Regions from separate parts of the Mus musculus genome. Here all the other regions are linked to region 1. Evidence: chromatin contacts called from public Hi-C data. All regions are on one chromosome and are shown on one strand. The core of a region is the stretch at or near the end of the contact, and the rest is flanking DNA. Distances in the headings are between cores, read along the strand shown. Region 1 has its middle 80 kb from the start of Gm39451. Region 2 overlaps Rbms3 (RNA binding motif, single stranded interacting protein). Region 3 overlaps Rbms3 (RNA binding motif, single stranded interacting protein).

Region 1 (4,016 bases), core at 701-3,200:
AAAATAGTTGAATAAAGAGATAAGAGATGAAAAATAGATGATATGATAGATACTAGATAACTAAGGAATTTTATTTTCCTTTCAAAGAAAAGCACCAAAACCCATATCTAGTAAAACTCCCAATTGACCACTCACTCCTGAACATGGCCGCTCTAGCATTATGCTTACCTGGCGTTTTCTGTAAGACTTAGATCACATTAGTCACTGACTATGCAACATTTTTATTCATGTCTCCTCATACTCAAAACAAGATGCAAAGCAGTCAATTTGCCAATGCCCTAAATGTGTTATGGTTAAGAGCTGAAAGCTGAGACTCTAACAAGTCTCTCTCATCCACCTCCTCTTGCTGAAAATTCAACTTAACACTGAGGGAAGGTATTTGAGATCCCAGACAGCAACCCAGAGCCATCCACTTGTGATTTAGTGGGACACAGTGTCAGTCAATACTCCCTTCTGCTGCAGAGACCGAAACCTTGGGAGTGGGGGCTGCTAGGAAGAGGTAGGACCTTTATTATAACCCAAGTATGTATGGCAACATTTGACAATTTCAAATGAGATCTTCCCCAGATTTCCAATATTACCAAAGCTGTAGTAGAACCTACAGACCACCATCTGCAAAACCAAGTCCTTCACCCTGCCCTCTACACCTAGAGCTACAGGAGGTGTGAGCCATCGTGTGCGTGGTGAACATCAATCCTGAGTTCTCTGGAAAGTAAGTGGTCTTAACCACTGAGCCATCTCTCTGGCCCCATCCAGGTTTATATAGCTTCTTTTTTTTTTCAGTAAGATAGAAGGGGGGGGGAAGAAGAAGAAAAAACTAAAGGAGCCGAATATAATGCCATCTTTCAATAGAAGATGATCAGAAGTTCCAGGTCTAGCAATCAGAGGCTGGGAGAAGAATCTATCCCAGCAAAAGCTGTGAAGGTTCACAGTCTCTGTATTGCCCACCTGTACCAGAAATGAGTTCCTGCACCATGGATCGTAACCAGTTCAACAGGGACAAGATGCTATTGGAATTCAATAAATTGTAAGTTATTTTACCTTGAAAATTTTCTAAGCATCTGACTTATAGTTCTTATAGACAAACAGTATCTTAATCCCTTTGACCAAAGTGGTGCAGAGCCCACACTGCAAAATACCGTTAAATGGTTACACTTTTCACTCGTCTCAATTGTTCTTAATTAAGGATGTGCCTCTTCATTACCAAGAAGAGCTAAGAAGCATGGCTCCGTCCAAGTTCCTCTAATTTCTGTTAAGTGTGCACGCGTGCTCACTTCAAAAGTTTGAAGAGATGTTAATAACGCTGCTCACTAGGACGGAGGCGAGAGGCAGATAGCAAAACACATTCCTGTGAAGAAATGCAGTTGCGCCTAGAGCTCCATCTGTACCCACACTCCACACACACACACACACACACACACACACACACACACACACACACACAATTTGTATGTTGCACCAACAGAATGCAGATATTTTATTAGCATTGGGCCAAATAGTCATTTATAAATAAATCCCCAACATCCTAAACAAGGACAGCTAAAACATTTTATGAGAATTCTCCAGTCTCTGAAATAAAAGTACCACTGACCCCTCCTACGCTGTCATTATTTATTTTCCTGATATATCATTCATCTTATAAAAACAGAGTAAAAAGGAAATAGCCCATTTTCCCAATCTTCAAGGATGTTTTGAAGACGTTGCCCTTAAAAAAGGGCAGATTTCTCTGCGGTTTCCTTGCCAAGATCGGTTCAATCACTTTCTTGCAATTTTCTGCAAGAAAACACTGCAAGGCAAACATCAGTGATCCAGCATCAGGCGACTTTCCCTCCTTGATAATAAATATGTCAGTTTGGAGCCGGCTCACAGAGAATCCAGACAGCCCCTAGCTGGCCTTGTTCCAAGAGCGAAGCGTGTGGTTGAGAAGAGGCCCTCAGCTCTGTCACACGCAGACTTCTGTCTACCCCTACCGTCTGCAGCTTGGAAACAGAAGTGGTGGCTATTACAGACTTGTCTTGGGGCACTGGTGTGAGACGTCTTTGTTAAGTACCATGTACAGTCAACAGAAAGCATCCTGCATTGAGTGGAGATGGATCCTCTGAAAACGGCATTTCGTGTTACGTACTAGAGAGTGAACAAGACTTGTGGCCACTCTTTGTCAGATTAGAAGTTATAAATGCAGCACCAGGACAAACAATTCAGATTCTCTTTCTGGATGATATCACATCTTTTCTGAGGGTGTCTGCTATGCTGGTCAGTACACAAGCATCTTGTTATCTTATGTTACTTGTTTTAAAATATGTTTCTGATTGAAATAAAATCACATTACTTCTAACTTCCCTTCCCTACCCTCCTTCACACGTCTCTCAGTCCACCCCTTTCCAGGTGATAGCCCTGTTCTTTGATTACTATTGCACATACATATTATATGCAAATATATTAATAATATTAAACATATAATATGTATATTTTTTTGAGCTGACCACTCTGTATTAGACAATCAATGAGAGGCCTCATCCCTGGGAGTGGCTATTCTCCTCTTAATAGTAATTAGTAGCTGCAGTTCTAGGGGTGAGATCCACTGAAAACTCTCCCTTCCATGTTACTGTGTCCATTGATATTGTCCTTATTGGAGTTTTGATTATGAAGCCTTTTCTAGGATATTTCAATCAAATTTATTTAGGCTTGTTTGGTTTGGTTTGGTTTGGTTTGGTTTTTGTTTTGGTTTTGGTTTTTGCTTTTGTTTTGGTCTTGGTCTTGGTCTTGGTCTTGGTTTGGTTTTGGTTTTGGTTTTGGTTTTGGTTTTGGTTTTGGTCTTGGTCTTGGTCTTGGTCTTGGTCTTGGTCTTGGTCTTGGTCTTGCTCTTGGTCTTGGTCTTGGTTTTGGTTTTTTCAGAGGCTAGGTCTCATGTAGCTCAAGATGGCCTTAAACTCCCTACATAGCCATAGTCAAAGCTGGTCATGAACTCCTGACCCTCCTACCTCCGCCACCCTGAGTACTGGGCTACAAGCTTTCACCCTCGTGCCTGGTTTATGTGGTGCTGAGGGCTGAAGCTAGAGCTTCACTCATGAAGCACCAAACTGACAAAGCTGTATCTCAGTGTCATCTTCTATGTAAGTCACTTGTTTTAGGGCTCAGCTGAAAGCCCAGGCCTGGAGCACCTGGCCGTCTTTCCTAAGCTCTCTGAAACTTAATGATTCAATAAGTGGAGTTTATCTAATGGGAAGAAGGCACTGAGGAACATTTAGTAGGGGACTCCTGGTAGTTTTGGTTGGGCAGTGCATAAAGACTGACTTAAATGTTACTAAGAACTAAAAGATGGCCCAGGCTGAACAAGAGAAAAATGGTGTTAGATGTTCAAAGCATTGCCAGTCTAGAAAAGATGTCCCTAAATCACCCTGAAGGACCAAACATGGAAACTGACATGAAGGGCCAGTCTTGACATGCAAATGGGATTTGATAATGATGAGTGGGGAATGAGAATTCAGTGAAGAAGAAATAACAAGAGAGAAATCTCATGATAAAAGGGGAAAGGCCAGGGCTGGTTTGGGATTGAGGCCCTGATGTGTGGTGATGTTAAAACAAGGTAGGCAGCCAATAAAGGACAGGTAGAGACAATGACAGGGCCACCACACACCTGGGGCTCTATTCACTCCAGATGAAATGCAATCAATGCTGGCCTGGCAAGATGGCTGTCACAAATGCTTGACACACAAACATGAGGACCTGAGTTAGAGACCCAGGACACTTGCAAACAGCCAGCATTGGTGATCCACCCATGTAATCCTAGGGCTGGGAATGTGGGGGCAAGGGGATCCTTGGGCCTACAGGACAGCAACCAACCTAACCTTTGAGCCACACAGGTGATGGACTTTCTCTCAAAACCCAAAGTGCTCAGCCTCCTAGGAATAATATTCAAGGTTGACCTCTGACCTCTGGCTTTCATGTTCATGTGGATTCATGCATACATGCACATACATCCTCATGCATATATGCACACACATCCTTATGGGTAC
Region 2 (4,016 bases), core at 491-2,990, 430 kb before region 1:
AGGAACCCAATGCTCAACCTTAGGTGTCATTCCTAGAACTTAGGTGCTGAGGTAGAACCCGTCTACCTTGTTTATTGAGACATGGTGTCTAATGCATATGGAACTTACTGTGTAGGCAAGACTGGGTGGCCAGTAAGCCCCAGGGATTTGCCTGTCTCCATCTTCTAGCATTACAATTACAAATGTCTATCATTATGTCTAATGTTTCATATGGGTGCTGGGTTTGAGCCTAGAGCCTCATTAGTGTACTGCAAACACTTAAACTAATGGAGTCATCTCTCATCCTTCAATTGGGTTAACTGAGTTTTCATTTTCTTTATAAGATGAGTGTGTGTGTGTGTGTGTGTGTGTGTGTGTGTGTGTCCTTATTGTGTGAATTCAAAGGAAATGACTAAAACTCATTTCAGCGATTCAGAAGTATTTTTTGGCCAACTACTAGGGCACGCTATAGACTTCTTTGTAGTTTTGAGCAAGAAGTAGGAAAGTAGGGGAGACCAAGCTGAGAAGAGATCCAAGCTTTGTGAAAACAAGTAGACAATTCATAAAACATCCTATCCAAGAAGGCGCAGGCCCAGGCACCTCTGCACAGACATAGACATGCTGCCCCAGAACCCACAGTCACTGGAAGGAAGAAGCGCCCTGGCTGTGTGTGTGTTACGTATCTCAGTCAGTGCTGTGACCAAGTGCCCCACACAAGCAACTGAAAGGGAATGGCTTATCCCGGCTCTTAGTTCTGTCATAGCGGGGAGGCATGGCAGCAAGAACAGGAGAAAACTGGTCACAGTATCGACAGTCAGGCAGAGAGCAGGTAGGAAGGGGGCTGGTTTATAAACCCACAAGGCCACCCCAATGACTTGCTTCCTTTCCCACATCATAGCCCTGAATTCATTTCTTCCTTCAGCAGGTAGAGGGTTGGTTCTTGATAGTGTCAATAAAGAAGGCAGAAGTCAGTTACTGGATGAAAGGAAGAAGGTGGGACTTCCACCTCCCAGGAGGAGGAGGAGGAGGAGGAGGAGGAGGAGGAGGAGGAGGAGGACCATGTAACATCTTAAGTAGCTGTAAATGGCAGCCTTTGCCACCTGCAGATAGGCTGAAATAGGCTAGCTGACAAAGCTAGTACAGGAGATGTTTTTGCCCCACACATCAGATTCCTCCTTGTACTTCAAGTCCCATTCTCCACACAGTATATTAGAGAATCTAGGTCTGGCTCTTCAGGAGGCTGTGCTCCTATACATACTTAGCCAATTTCCACAAGGCACCCTGAGCTTTCTCTCGGGAAATTTTTGACTGAATTCTGGGGACAATGAGGGACCCCACACTTGTGGGGGTGGCTCCAAGCCAACAAGAAGCAAAAGATTCTGCATACAGACTTAGAATAAAGAGCGAGTAAACACTCTCCAGTTGTGGGATATTCATGTATACTTTTACTGGTCTAAGTGAGGGACCAGAGGTCAAAATGTCTCAAGAAACCGTGAAAGATATTTCCATTCTGGAAGAAAACGTGGCGTCTTGGAGGTTTACGAGGGTAAGAGCTACATCACGGCCGGGAGAAAACAAAATGACATACAAGGCTGGCTCTAATAAGAAACAGCGATGCGTTGAGTGAGGGATAAAAATCACTTTAATTTGGTTTCAATTTGCTCTCCTTCCCGACAAATAATTAAGTCTGGTCACGGCCACCTCTGCCCCTGCAGCTGGCAGGAGAAAGGCAGCAGAGCAGCCCCACCCAGCTCATGGTGCTTTCTACCCTGCAGCACCCCAGGAAAGGCTAGCCAGGACAAACTCAACTTGGTGGCTGCGCACCCACCTCCTTCTTATGTCATCTAATTTGGCCACAGGTTCAAGCCAATTAGATCTGAATGTCACTGTTCCCTCCTACCCCCACCCCCCACCAGCCAGAGCTTGTTTTTCTTCCTGGTCAGAGGAGACCAGGCCTGCAGCTTGGCAATTAGGCGGAAGTGGCGCCATGGGAGGAAAGGAACTGTGGGATAATTAGGTCATTCTGAGAATTCGGTCTTCCATCCACAGGCTTAATCAATGCTTCCCTGAAATGCTTTGTACCTTCTGCGCTTACTTAAGGTTTTGTTATTACATGGCACTACCAGTGGGATGACCTTCTAGAGAAATAATCTATATTAATTACAACTTAACTCTACAGTATCACCCGAGGGCCCTTTGTCTGTCTCCTGCAGTCAGAGGTGACATATTCCAGGGACCTTTATCCTTCAAAACCCATTGTGCAAAGATGGGTTTGGAGTTTCATTAAAGTCTCTTTACATATTCAACGGTTGATACACACATGGGGTGTGTATGTGTGTATGTGTGTATGTGTGTTTGTATGTGTGTGTGTTTGTATGTGTGTATCTGTTTGTGTGTGTCTGTATGTGTGTGTTTGTATGTGTGTGTGTATTTATGTGTGTATGTATATGTGTGTTTGTATGTGTGTGTTTCTGTGCATGTTTGTATGTGTTTGTGTGTGTATGTGTGTGTTTGTGTGTATATGTTTGTATGTATCTCTGTGTATATGTGTGTGTGTTTGTGTGCATGTGTTTGTGCGTGTCTGCATCCCATTTTATGTGCACATGTGAGTTAGATCAGGAGGTAGGTATACAGAAGTACTGCTGTAATACCTGGAAAGGACAAGCAAACCTCTGTTTCCAGGTGAGGTGAACAGACTACAATTTGTGCACAAAACAAACAAAAAACAAAAAGTAAAGGCTAGGTAAAAGACATAAGATTTTTAGTCTGGTTGAATAAAACAGTTACAAGACAGACAAACTCAACAAGTGAAGGAACTTGCTTTCAAGTACCACTTGAAAATCGGACATTCTCTCTGTTTATAGTGCCTGAGAAATCATACCGAGCTATACCCGAGTTCAGATGGGTCTACCAAATCACCATGTACAGTTGACTTTTCTTAAATAGGAGACATTACTGCTGCTGACTGAGAGTCAAAACTAGGATCAAGATCATTATTGAGGAGACGGGTGAAATGCCCAAGTGTTATTGAGACTCAGTGTCCACACAGTTTACCTAGCCTTCTTCTGGGGCAATTATTACTTTATTGCATGGCAGAGATTTAACAAGCAGTCAATGTAGATATAAATTTCAGGCCAACCTCCAGAAAGCCTCTCTTTGCTGAAAGGCTGCATTCATAGATGTCTGTGAATTATCTGAGCAACATGTCTCTTCCATTGGTATAGAGAGAAGGTAATGTTAGAATGATGGCTGCAGGAACGGGCCTGGGGTACTCACAAAACATCCTACTGAGTTTGTAGCTATGATGGGAGCAAGCTATAAGAACACTGTCACTGCAGGCCACTGGGTAGGCAGAACTGATTACCATCTAAGCTCTGATTGCCCATTCCCCTCTTCCTCCCCTTGCTCCAGTCTTACAACAGGCAGCGGCGATAGAGTTCTCCCAAGCACAGAGCAGAGGTACTGGTCTTAGTGAGCAAGCGTTGATTGGAGGGGAACCACTGCCAAGCTGTGATACTGTGCTCTATATTTAGACTCAGTGAATCCCCAAAATGGCTGGTGTGGGATGCTCAGAGTCAACACCCATCTTCAGAATCCACCATGCATGCAGGAAGAGAAAGCAAAGCCCATAACTGGGAATATTATAAGAAGAAGCCTTATATATGCTTCTCTAGCTATTTTCTTTTTGTTTTATACATGTACACATGTATGTGTGGCCATGTGAATGTGGTATATGTATGCATGTATGTGTGGCTATGTAAATAATTTCATTCTTGTTAGAGGAAGATGCTGGGCCTCCTGATCTACCGCTATTGTTATAATTCTCTTTGAACAAGGCCCTCTTGTGGAACCTGACCCCAAGGTTGGTAAACAGCAAGCTCCAGAAATGCTCTTGTGCTCCCTCCCTCACAATGCCAAGGTTTCTGGTAAGGGATTTTGTAATAGAGCACATAGATGGTAACTGAGTTCCTTGTGTTTCCAAAGCTTCTCTCCAGCTCCATGGTGGTTATTGTTTGTGTGTGCATTGCTTTATGAGC
Region 3 (4,016 bases), core at 1,062-3,561, 360 kb before region 1:
ATACATTTTTTTTCTTGTCATCTCTACTTGATAAATATCCTCCACTCATCCTTCAGAGTCAAGCTCAAATGCTGCCTCCTCCCCCTCCTCCCTGTGGCTTCTTCTGTGCCTTTGCCAAGCTTAGAGGTGATTTAGACACATCGTCTTTTTTGTCTGAGAGCACCTTGCTTGTGCACAGTGGCATAAGAGTTAAGACTGTTATGGCCCCGTGGGTTGGAGGCCACACAACTTTGATCATAGCACCTTGACTGCCTCATCTGTGAAAATCTGGAGGATGTAAGGAGTTGGAATATGTGTTGTTAGAAGGGAAACACATATCCCTCTTAAGTACTTACTGGCCATTACATCACCATTAACTGTCATGCTCAGACAACCCTCTAGGCTATAAGTGACTGTCCATCTCTTTATCATCTAGTACTCGGGCAGTATAGCTTATCACTAACATCAGGAAATGCATGTCAAAAGTGTGACAGATACTAGGCCATATCAAATTTAAATTGCGTATCTAAGAAGGATGAATCCCACTCGTTGTTGAGTGCTTGGCCACTAGACTCCATTTTAAATGCATGTCTCATGTTACCAACACTCATCAAATCTACCTAACTTTTAGAAAAAAAAAAAAAACCATTGAGGAGAGGAAGGGCAAACCCCACCAGGCTGGTACCGAATGACACAAAACATGCCAAGACATCTGACTGGTGTAACTTCCCAAGAAGTCGTGAAGAGAAAGAAGAGTGTGTGTGCAGTTTTGGTTTTGTTGTGGTTGCTTTGTTTTCTTGTTTGTTTGTTTGTTTTACAGAAAAGTACTATGCCCTCACACCCTCAACATGGCTTTTAGCTCACAAAGCCATCTTCTGCTGCCTTGAATGTTCAATGCCCCCTGCAGGTTTGCATGTGAAAGCTTCTCCCTAAGATGCTGGTACTATTTAGGCACTGCTTGGTGAAGTCTTCAGGAAGTGAAACCAGGTTGGGAGAAATGAGTCAATGGAGATGGACCTTAGCTATTTTCCAGTTTGCACTGCTTCTAGATCTGCCCAGATGTGAGACAGCTGCCTCAGCCCTGCCATCACAGTGGAGGACAGCGTGAGCCACAATACCTTCTCTGCCAAGAAGATAAATGTATTGTCAATCTGCAAGGCAAAATGAATGAATCCTCCCCTTCCCTCCCTGCTCTCCCTTCTTCTCCCCTCTTCCCAGCTCTACCCACTTTCTTTCCAGCGCTTCTTGTTAGTTTTTGGTTACAAAGTTAACACCCCCTGAGCTTGTTTAAACTGAAGCTCTTGGCTAGGGCTAAAGCTAAAGGCCTAGAGTGTTCTACACAGAGCTGAACACCATTTCTACAGCATATATGACAGTGTCAACAGTAGTTATGGGCATTCAATTTTGAGATGACATCCAGCATTTTATGGCCACTGGGAATGTAGAAAAAGCCAGGCCAGGAAGAAAATACAGAATGAAATGAGGGACAGCAGGGAAAAGTGCATTTTATAAGATCACTTCAGTGATATTTTATTCAAACTGAAGGCAACAGAAATTCTTAAAATATATAGTATCTCTCAAAGAGAAGTTCCCTGGTCACATGCTTTTTCACACACCCCTCCCAAAAGAGACTGGAAAAACAAAAACAAAATGGAAAAAAAAAAATCACAGAAGTTACGAAAGAAGAGAAAAAAAAATCTTGGTAGGGTAACAGCTAGTCACCCTTGGGGCTGGGGAAGGGAGATGAAAATAAAGCATGGCTGGAAATCATGGCTTTGTCAAAAGACAGGTTTTTGAAACTAGAAACAATTTGTACAATGTTTCTTCTGACCAGACCGTTTCCTCCACTGCGATCCCATAAAGTCTGGGCGGGAGCCAGTTGGCAAGGTTCCTCACAGCTGTCCAGATAAGGGTCACAGAGGCGGAAACTAGAAAGCTTTAAACGCTGGGATCATTTCCTTGCTTCTCAGCATTTTGAAGGCAGGGGGCCTTTTGGTCACTGATATCTGCGTTTGCTCCTTGCAGCCCAGCTTGGGAAAATAACAAGATCAGTTCCTTGAAAGGCTTTCCAATCAGAGAAGTTCAGGGTCCCACTCTAAGCATTTAAGTGCAATAAACGGCTTCTCCTGGGCCAGAGGGTTCTAGAAAGACTAACACCATTTTTAAAGGTTCAGACGATGCTGTAACGAGTTACATAAAAACCCTCGACCAGTGTAAATGTCAGTGGGGAAGGGATGTGTTCAGGAGAGAGACCTGCGTAATCAATTCTTTGGAACTGCAGCTAAGGAGTCTTACTGGAAATAACAGAGCCGGTTTATGACACACAGCGCCAACGTGTAATAGCTATTTACATCTCGGGAGGGAGCCTGGCTGCTCTGGACCAGTTACCTGGATGAGCTAAGGGTAGAAAAGCACTCTTTCCAAATATATCCTCCAGCCGTGGGCCGCTGGAAGGCTTGCTAGGGTATGAAGAGCAGATAGACTGTTGGAAGACCATTTGTTTGGATGGATGCATTTTAAATATCAAAGGTGCACGAGGGTATGTACAGTCTCATGCCCCTGCCACCAAACCAGGAATATTATATAACCTTTGCCCTAAGACTGATCTACCAGGAGCAGCTCAACCACCATTGATCTTTTGGGTCATTTGGCTTATTTTTCTTGAAGAGTCCTTGGTGTTAAATTTCCAGTCTTTTGTGTCTGTTTCCTGGTGGGAAAGGAAATCATGAGTGGGATGGACTGACCAGCAACTGGAAACTGTATAAATGGAATTACAGGCACAGCCTGATGTCAGACCTGGAAGTCTGAAGTCTACGTAAGTTGTTTCTTCCAGGAATGTTCATGGACAGTCTTAGTCTGCAATTATGAAACTCAAAGTGTCTAACACTCTTTGTGGACTCTACATAATAATTTGACTCAAATTGTCATGTCAGGTGGCTCAGGATCCACTTGCTGGATTCACTGCAGACTGTAGCCGAGGAATAAACTGCAATTTTAACTTCTTTCCAAAGTCTCAAATTCAAAACTTAGAGACAGTGACATTTATTTGCTTACCAGCAAAACATACGCGCTGGCTCCCAGTCTTTCATGTGCTAACTAATCCTAATTATGTGCTCAGAGATAAGGCAAGGTTTGCACGGGTTGACTTTCCCAATTTATTGACTTTGTCTACTTTGTTGTTGTTAGCTGAGATTCAGACTTTAGGACATTAAAATTGGTAGTTAAGAGTCAGTAAAGGAGAGGGGCTTCCACTGAAAGTGTCAAAAATAACGAGAAAGGGAGAAAATATTAGTACCACAAGAAACGCAATCACATGCAAATTTAAAGCATACATCATCAGGAAAGTTTGCCATTCACTTTCCAACTTCTGCTTCCAAACTACAGAGCCCGGTACCAGCAGAGAGACCCGAAATCCCTTAGACTGCAAGAGCAGTTACACTTCTGTTCTTCCAAACTGGACCTTCAGCTTTAAAGTCCTAACGTCAACCCCCCATTTTGTTACTCTTCTTCTCAATGTGGCCACCAGTATCATATCATATAAATATAGGGTTTGTTTGTTCTTTTCTTTTCATTCTTTGTCAATTCAACAGGAGCTGAAGTTACCTGAGAAGAGGAAACTCGGTTAAGAAAATGGCCTGTAGACAAGTCTGTGGAGGCATGCTCTTAATGAATGACTAATGTGGAAGGGTCCAGCCCACAGTGGGCAGTGTCACCTCTGGGAAGGTGGTCCTGGGTTGTATAGAGAGCTGAGCAAGCAGTGTGGAGTAAACCAGCATACAGCACTCCTCCATGGCCTCTGCATCAGCTCTTGTCTCCCCATTCCTGCCTTGGGTTCCCACCCTGACTTCTCTGGATGATGGACTACAGGCTGGAAGATGAGGTAAGCCTCTCCAAGATGCTTTGGTGATGTGTTTTAATCACAGCAACAGAAACCCTAACTAAGACAGTGGTCCAGGAGCAGTACTCCTCCTCCTCCTCCTCCTCCTCCTCCTCCTCCTCCTCCTCCTCCTCCTCCTCCCTCCTTCCTCTTCCTCCTC

Evidence for each region. Hi-C and Micro-C count contacts between places; a contact is called where the count stands out from the background.
Region 2: a contact with region 1 is called in a Hi-C map of the N1E-115 cell line, with 4 times the contacts expected there. The contact joins two enhancer-like sites. A contact is called at or near these places in 2 of 484 Hi-C or Micro-C datasets (the N1E-115 cell line and nephron progenitors).
Region 3: a Hi-C map of uterus shows a contact between it and region 1. The contact joins two enhancer-like sites. A contact is called at or near these places in 4 of 484 Hi-C or Micro-C datasets (the N1E-115 cell line, cardiomyocytes, nephron progenitors and 1 more) and 1 of 9 other capture datasets (embryonic stem cells).

Annotation. Positions count from the first base shown.
Region 1 is chr9:117,392,456-117,396,471 of GRCm38.p6, forward strand. It overlaps a transcript of Rbms3 not described here. Among named protein-coding and RNA genes, the nearest start is that of Gm39451, 80 kb to the left of the region's middle. Within about 2 kb of position 1,951, at least 22 of the 459 cell types and tissues checked have an H3K27ac peak or open chromatin away from gene starts, as enhancers often do. A contact at or near this core is called in the N1E-115 cell line and uterus, where this site is marked.
Region 2 is chr9:116,964,066-116,968,081 of GRCm38.p6, forward strand. The region is part of intron 3 of Rbms3 (RNA binding motif, single stranded interacting protein); the gene reads right to left. Among named protein-coding and RNA genes, the nearest start is that of Gm39452, 230 kb to the right of the region's middle. Within about 2 kb of position 1,741, at least 16 of the 459 cell types and tissues checked have an H3K27ac peak or open chromatin away from gene starts, as enhancers often do. A contact at or near this core is called in the N1E-115 cell line, where this site is marked.
Region 3 is chr9:117,029,145-117,033,160 of GRCm38.p6, forward strand. All of the region lies in intron 3 of Rbms3 (RNA binding motif, single stranded interacting protein), which reads right to left. Among named protein-coding and RNA genes, the nearest start is that of Gm39452, 160 kb to the right of the region's middle. Within about 2 kb of position 2,312, at least 58 of the 459 cell types and tissues checked have an H3K27ac peak or open chromatin away from gene starts, as enhancers often do. A contact at or near this core is called in the N1E-115 cell line and uterus, where this site is marked.